Regions from separate parts of the Sus scrofa genome. Here region 1 is linked to region 2. The links are chromatin contacts, called in public Hi-C maps. All regions are on one chromosome and are shown on one strand. The core of a region is the stretch at or near the end of the contact, and the rest is flanking DNA. Distances in the headings are between cores, read along the strand shown.

Region 1 (3,882 bases), core at 539-3,038, 420 kb after region 2:
GTACATTAAAATGCTCTCTCTCCTTTTCCCTTGCCCTAATTCTCTTTTATAGTCACCATTTCCCAACTTTTGAAAAGAAATACCTCTTATCCATCCCAAATGTTTCCTGATACAGCACCCTGGGGTCTAAACTCTTCAGAAGGACAACAAACTGTTGGTGTTAGAGAAGGCTCTTATAACCATAAACCTTCCACAGGTCATTGTCTTTTCCTCTCTTAGATGAATGTCTGGCAAGGATGAGGCATGGCCTTTGGAAGGAGTTGGTTTGATCCTTGTTGGGATGTTCCCAATTCAGTAGCACGGGACAGTTGGAGTTGATGACACTTGTTGTTTGACTGCCTTATCTCTTTCATACCCTCACTATTACTCAATAATGAGCTCCTCCTGAGGGAGTCGTATCAGAGCTACACACTCACTCAGGTGGATGAGAGAGGGGGCAGGGAGGACCTGGCAGAGCTGGCCGCAGTGCTGCAGTCCTAATACTGTAGCCGTAGCCTGGCCAGTCAATGGGCTGGAGCCCCTAAAGGCTTTCCCTGGCAAGGAGCACCCCCTGAGAGAGAAACTGGGAGGAAATTAACCAATAACCGCCAGTAACGATGAAACAGAAAGAAGCTTTTCTGAACTATCAGTAACAAAATGTATCAACTGTGTTGAAAAAGTCTTGATTATCTTTCTGTTTTTCTCATAGAAAATGATACAAAATGGCATTGTCATTTGAAGAAATGATTAAAAATAGCAAGTCAAAATGTAGAAAAATTATTATAGAGTATTAATTTTGTTATATTTTTCTCGGTTGTATGATATTTGTGGAATTTATCATCCTTTTAAAATGTATAATTTGTTGTGATTTTTGTTTTCATATTACGTAAATATTTGCCCTCCTAATTTTAAAAGTTTATAATGTATGCTTTTAAAAAGAGGTCTGCACCTCATATTTTATAGACTTTGGGCTAATGAAACTCAAATCCATCCTAGGACCTGATACTTATATTTCTCTTCCTCTTTGTCTTTGTTTTTCTCATTATTCCTTTTTCTTAAAAATAGACATACTAATTTATAAAAAAAAAAAAAAAAAAAAAAAAAAAAAAAAAAATCCTTTTTATTTTATTTTTTTTTTTCATGCTCTTTTCCTAACAAAACTTTCATTCTCATCTACGTATGTATAAAAACAAAGTTTTTAATGCTATAAATATAAATGAAAAATAGGAATAGCCAAATCCTGACTCATTCTAATAATAAAGTAATATTAACCCAAGGAGAATTTAACTTTTAACCATATTAAAAAATATCAGATGGTCAACTTAAAAAAATTGTGAAGGATGTGTTATTTTTTAAATTTCTTTTAAGGATACACAAGCAAAAACATTTGGAGACAACTGATCTAGGTGAATAAATATGGAAGGCTGTATAAATCAATCATGCAAGTCCTTTAAGGGCGCTGCTATCTATTTTTAACTGTCCTTTGGCAGATTTCAGCAGACAGCTGTATCAAACAGATGGCAGTGGCCCGAGCGTGTGAACGCTGCTTTGGCCCACTTATTTCCAGTTGCAAAACCTTTACAAATCCTAATATTTAAACAAAGTAATTCAGGCTAACATTTTTATAGTTTGGGGTGGAAATAACTCCCATTAATGGCTTAGAACAGAACACAGTCTCTATTGGCGGAAAAGTTCTGGTCCATTTCCTTCAGGGCCCTCTTTTTATTTGTCCAGAAGTCCTTGTGTGCTGGTTATCAGTACTTAGGAGCAAGCGAGGGTGAGGCTGGGGTTGATCTAGTCCACCTTGGTGCTGCAGTGTTGACATGTCAGCACTGGAGGTGCCTGCCTTCAGTTCAGAATCCCTCCCCGCCCCCGCATAAACCCCTCTTTTGGGCTCCCTAGGAGCTGGAGCACCAGCAAGAGCTGACTTGAGGATAGGCAGTCTCACTTCCCTCACGCTGTTCTTGTAGAAAGAGTCTGTTCAAACTGACCATCACTCCAGAATCATGGTTCTTTTTATTTCTCCCTCCAGCCGTTTTCCCCAGGGGTTGACTCTGTCAGGTCTCTCTGGGAGAGAATTAAGAGAGTTAATTGGAAATTACTAATCCTGCAAGAAGCAGGAGAGCGGCCTTTTATTTCTCAGATGTTCTGTGACAGAACATGCAGATCTAGCCTGGAACTGTCATGAAAGTATGATGATGGAAGTATTAGGAGAGCTTGGCTTGTACCCCCCTGGCATTTGGGGCAAACATGAATATGGAGCCCGGTGCCCATTTCTAGTCTGGAGATTTCTGAGAGTCTCTCTGGAGGTTGTGGCACTTGAGGAGAGTGTGACAAAGTAGACATAAAAAAAAGGCGACATCCCTTATCATATCTGTTTGAAGAAGACCTGAAGGTTCTTGAGGCTTTCAGAAAAAGCAACGTCAGACATAGGGAAAACAGGTTGCCATGTGGGGAAATAAATTTGCTCTTCTGGTCCTTAGACATGCACAATACCTAGGATTTCCTGGCATCTACTGCCACCATGTGGGTATTTACATTTATTGAATTCAGACTTGAATATTTCCCTGTTAAGGCTGGTCCTAAGCCAGAATATGAAGAATTTTTATTTTAGGGGCTGTTCTAGTACCCTTCAGCCTCAGGTTGGCTCCTAAGTCCCCTCTCAGTTCCTGTGCTCTCAGACTCACAGTGAGGTTCCATCATTAACTACCCTTCTCATCTATAGCCTCTGGCAAAGCAGTATATGAAAGCCGTGCTGCTGATACCTCATGACTTTGAGTTTCTGATAAATCAGTGTGAGGCAGAGAGACTCTGAAATGGTCCCCAAATATCTGTTTCCTGGTCTTCTTGCCCTGTGTAACTGTTTTACCTCAAGTGAGGAAGCTAAACTGTGTTTAGCTTCTAACCAGCAGGCTATGGCAGAGGTGATGGGCTGTCAGTTCCATAATTACATTACTGTGATTTCCAGCAGGTCCCCTGACTGCCTTCTTGGCTTGTGTGCATGAAGCAAGCATCCAAGTCCGGGAGGCCCAGTGAAGAGGAACTGAGGGCAGCTGCTGGCTGTCAGTAGGCAGGACAGTAAGGCCTCTAGTCCAGCAGGACATAGATCATTGAATCCTGCTAACAACCATTTGAACTTGGGAGCAGATCCCTCTCCAGTTGAGCTTTCAGATGAGATGCCAGCAACCTTGACTGAAGCCTCAGGAGAGACTCTGAAGCAGTGGACCTGGTTAAACTGTGCCCGATTTTGTGAGATGATAGATGTATGTTTTTAGCCACTGAACATGTGCTATTTTTATACAGCAATAGATAACAAATGCACAGTTCCTTGGTTTTACTTACATTACTCCCCTCTTCACAGAACTGTGAGATAAGTCCTTGGAGATGGCTCTTGGAAACAAATATAACTGACAAACACCACTCTGTGTTCAGAATTGTCCTCCTCCCACCGAAGCTCTGTTACGGAATCAGCTTGTTGTGCTTGATTCCTTCAAGTTATGTTCTCTCTGAAGTGATAACTCAGCTCCTCATACAAAGAGCTCTGTGGGGTCTGCCTAGGTCGTTCTCCAGATAAGCTTAGACAGGCTTAAATGCAATTGGCACAGTTCATCCTAAAGCTGAGAGGTCACACTTTGTCAGATACCTTGTCAACTTCTGGATGCATTATGCCTTGTAGGTATAGTTATTATCATTGATATTAAACTTTATTCTTTATTGATGCTTCAATTGATACCTTGCTGTTCAACGTATAGTACACCCCAGTATCCAATCCCCAACCTGAACTTGGCCCATGCTGCATCTTCTGGTATGTTAGTCTTTATTCCTTACCCCTCACCACCATCCCTGGTTTTGGCATCTTAACACAAAATAATCTCTATTGTCCAAAGAGGTGTTGAAAAGTTA
Region 2 (3,961 bases), core at 1,335-3,834:
AACGTGTGCATTCAGACTGCCTATATCCCTACATTTTATGACACATTTATAAAACTGCAATGGCAAGAAAACAGCAAGGTCTAACCAGAGCAAACGCTATGTCTTTAGGGTCAGAGCTTCCTTTCTACTTTTTATGTACTTAAACTACCTGTGAGTAGGCATCATTTTTAGGGGTTCCCTTCAGAATAATTATTTTAGCTATAAACACATGCTGATAATATCATTGCAAATTACCAATGGAATACTACTTAGCCATAAAAAAGACAAAATAAGGCCATTTGCAGTAACATGGATGCACTACATTCTAAGTGAAGTCAGAAAGAGAAAGAAAAATGCATATGATATCACTTATATATGGAATCTAAAACACGGCACAAATGAACCTATCTACAAAAGAGAAATAGACTCACAGATGTAAAGAAGAGACCTGTGGTTGCCAAAGAGAAGGGGGGGTGGAGTGGGATGGATTGGGAGTTCCGGGTTAATAGGTGCAAACTAGTACATTTAGAATGCATAAGCAATGGGGTCCTACTGTACAGCACAGGGAACTATGTGCAGTCTCTTGGGGTAGAACATGATGGAAGATAATAGGAGGAAAAAAATACACACACACAACTGTGTCACTATGCTGTACAGCAGAAATTGACACAATGTTGTAAATCAACTATACTCTAATAAAAAAATATTGCTGCAAATTAGAAGTGTGCAAAAGAGGAAAACTAATAAAACTACTGAAGTGCCACCAGTCTCATCTGCACTTCAATGAATAATCGGTGGTACCTGTTATGGACTGAATTTTGTTTCCCCAAGATTCATGTGTTGAAGCCCTAACCCCCAATACCTCAGAAGTAACTATATTTGCAAACAAGACCTTTAAAGAGGTGATCAAGTTAAAAAGGGCAGTTAGCGAGAGCCCTAACCCATTCTCACCTGTGCCCTTGCAAAAAGAGATTAGAACAGAGAGAAACCAGGGTGCACATGCACAGGGGGCTGACCATGGAAAGAGGCAGCAAAAGGTCAGTCATCTCCAGGCCAAGGAGAGAGGCCTGAAATAGAATCTCCCCTTATAGTCCTCAGAGGAAACCAACCTGACCAGCACCCTAATCTTGGACTTCCAGCCTACAGAACTGGGAGAAAAAGCAAATTTCTGTTGTTAGGCCACCTAGTCTGTGGGATTTTGTTATGTCAGCCCAGCAAACTAATAAAGTACTTAACACAGCCTCAATGAATTAATTTACCTATTAGTGAAATGGATAGCTGAAAACTACTGCTGTGACAAAGGGAATTCATGTTCACACACATCAGTAACTGCCCTTTAATAATTTCAAAGTGAAGAGTGGATAAAAGACTAAGAGACACTTAATCCATGAGAACAAAACATATACAAAATACAAAGAATTGGTCTGGCATCACCCTGGGTCCTCTTCTAACAGGCGCTTATACCTGACACTTAAACTAGTGGCATGCCTAGCTCCCCAGACAGAAGAAACAAGGTCAATGTCAACGTAAATATTCCCTCGCCACAACGGATAATCCTGGTGGCATCCACAGCTTCCTAGAGGTCTGAATAAAACTGGAATGACACATCTCAGGGTTCTTTCCTGCTCTTCTGAGAATAAAATGTGCGATAGCAGAAAATACAATGGTTAAAAAGTGAGGTTTTCTCTGTCTAGACCTTGAGGCTGCTCTGCGCTGATTTACCCTGCCCGCTGCTACGAGGTCTCCCGGTTGCTACGCACGACCGAGGAGATGGGGAAATGTTTTAAAAGATAAAGAGACAACTCTGGCCCAATAGAGAAAACACGGGCTTATTTTGTGAACTTGCCCCTTGAGGCTTTCAAGAGCATACAAGCCCAGCTACAGATAACCCCCGGGCACGGCCGGAGCGCTCTTCCCCGGGTCGCTGCGTCCTCAACCCTGGGACCGGGATCTCCCGGCATCCCCGCCGGGCTCCGGATGCCCAGCCCCACCGCGCGCTCCCCATCCCCACCCCACCCCCAAACCACAGGTGGGCGCCCGCCCCCACCGTCCAGTCCCACCGCTAGTATCCTTCTCTCCCTCAGTGCCCAGCCCGTTGCCAGCCCCTCACCCCTCCAGCCCCACGACTTGTCCCCCCAGCCCCTCAGTCCCCAGCCCGGCGCCCGCCCTCATCCTCCAGTCCCGCGACCCGGCTTCCCAATTACCTCAGGCCGGGCGTGCTGCGGCCGGCTCGAATCTTCTGCACCCGCAAGGGGAGGCCCAGCAGGCAGCTCAAGGCCGTCGACACCCTCAGGATCTGCCCGCCCTGGTGCGGAGAGAAGAGAGAGAACATCACACGGGACCAGGGGCAGCTCGGGGGCAGCCGCCACCGGCCAGGCCTCCGGCCCCCGCACTCACCCCTTCCATGATGCCGCCGTCCACCTCCACCCGCGGCCCCGCCATGGGAGTCGCCCTGGGGCCTGGCCCACTGCGACGCAGCCTCGGCCCGAGCCGGAGGAAGGGGAGAAGCAGGCTCCGGCCCCGCAGCTCCGGAATCTCAGTCTTGACTCGAGGCCGCGGGACGCCGCCGAAAGAGAGAAGACTGGCCGGCTGCCGGAACGCCCGGATCAGGGAAGGCGAACCGCACCGAGAAGCCGGCAGCCCGCAGACTGCGCGTGCGCGTGCGCGCGGCGGGGCGCAGCGCTTAAAGGGGCGGCGCCCAGACTATTCCCGCGAATTAGAAGCTTTCCCCGAGGAACGCTGGCTGCCACCGGGGAGCTCCGGGACGAGGTAAGAAATGAGTCCCCGGAAGATTTGTACCCTAAGCGCCGCAAACCCCACAGATTACAGAAAGCCTGTTTCACCTCTAGTTGGATCCTCCAGTTGTCTCGCCGGCTTGTACATCTGTGTTTACCTCGGTTTTCTCCAGGACCCTGTGGTACCCAGAACTGGAGATTCTTAGAGCTGAAGATGTAAGAAAGGTCCCCATCGGAACTTCCCTGGTGGTCTCATGGTTGGGACTCTGGGCTTTCACCGCTGTAGTAACTAACATGATTCACCTCAGACCAGGGCAGGAACAACAGCCAGCTTCTTGATTCTGCCTGTGGCTCAGTCCCTGCATTAATTACCAAATAATATGCAAGCCTGTAGATAATCAAAGAAGAGTAAGGTAGTTGCTGGCCCGAAGTTATTGGAAGTAAGTAGGAAAAACTATTTTTACGGCGTCATTCTTCTTGACGATGTACTGTACATATTAGGTAAAGGGGGCAGCGATTAGGATATTATAAATCATAGATAGCAATAACAGCCAACACTTATTGAGCGCTTAGCTGCTGCGTGCTACATTCAGAACCTGCTCAAGTACTCTGATTTACAGCTGCATATCTTAACTTGCTCTAAGGCCACACAGTTGTTAACTAGAAGACTGGGACCTGAACCTACTTGGTCTGATGTGAACACCATTGACTCAATCCCAGTGTTCTACAACTTTTGTAGCAGAGGAAGCTCTAGGAACACATGTGCTTAACCCAATCTCTTATATCAAAACCAGACAAAGATGACATGGAAAGTAAATATTATAGACCAACTTTATAAATTTAGATGCTCCAGGATCAATCAAAATATTAACAAATCCAACAAAGTGTATAAAAGATTATACATTGTGGATATCATTTTAATACTAGAAAAAAATTTTTTAAAAAATTTTAGAATGACGTATCGAAAACCTAAGAACACATTAATAGATGAAGAAAAAGCATTTGAAAAAAATCAAGATCTACTATGATGAAAAAAATATCAAACAAAACTAGGAATAGGATTTCCTGATATGGCTCAATGTGTTAAGAACCCAACTGCAACAGCTCAAGTGACTGTGGAGGTGCGGATTTGATTGGGGGCATGATGGGTTAAAGGATCCAGCATTGCTGCAGGTGCGGCTCCCATTCAATCCCTGGCCCAGGAACTTCCATAGGCCTCGGGTGTGACCATAAAATAAAACTTGAAA

Evidence for each region. A called contact is a pair of places that touch in the nucleus more often than the background predicts.
Region 1: a Hi-C map of skeletal muscle shows a contact between it and region 2, with 5 times the contacts expected there. A contact is called at or near these places in 1 of 5 promoter capture datasets (fetal liver), 3 of 47 Hi-C or Micro-C datasets (embryonic fibroblasts, fibroblasts and skeletal muscle) and 1 of 2 datasets of targeted methods (skeletal muscle).

Annotation. Positions count from the first base shown.
Region 1 is chr4:118,291,368-118,295,249 of Sscrofa11.1, forward strand. It overlaps a transcript of FRRS1 not described here. Among named protein-coding and RNA genes, the nearest start is that of FRRS1, 37 kb to the right of the region's middle.
Region 2 is chr4:117,873,046-117,877,006 of Sscrofa11.1, forward strand. It overlaps RTCA (RNA 3'-terminal phosphate cyclase), which reads right to left and starts at 2,585. Exons shown (of 11, transcript NM_001243470.1): 1 at 2,377-2,585; 2 at 2,184-2,284. The coding sequence starts at 2,421.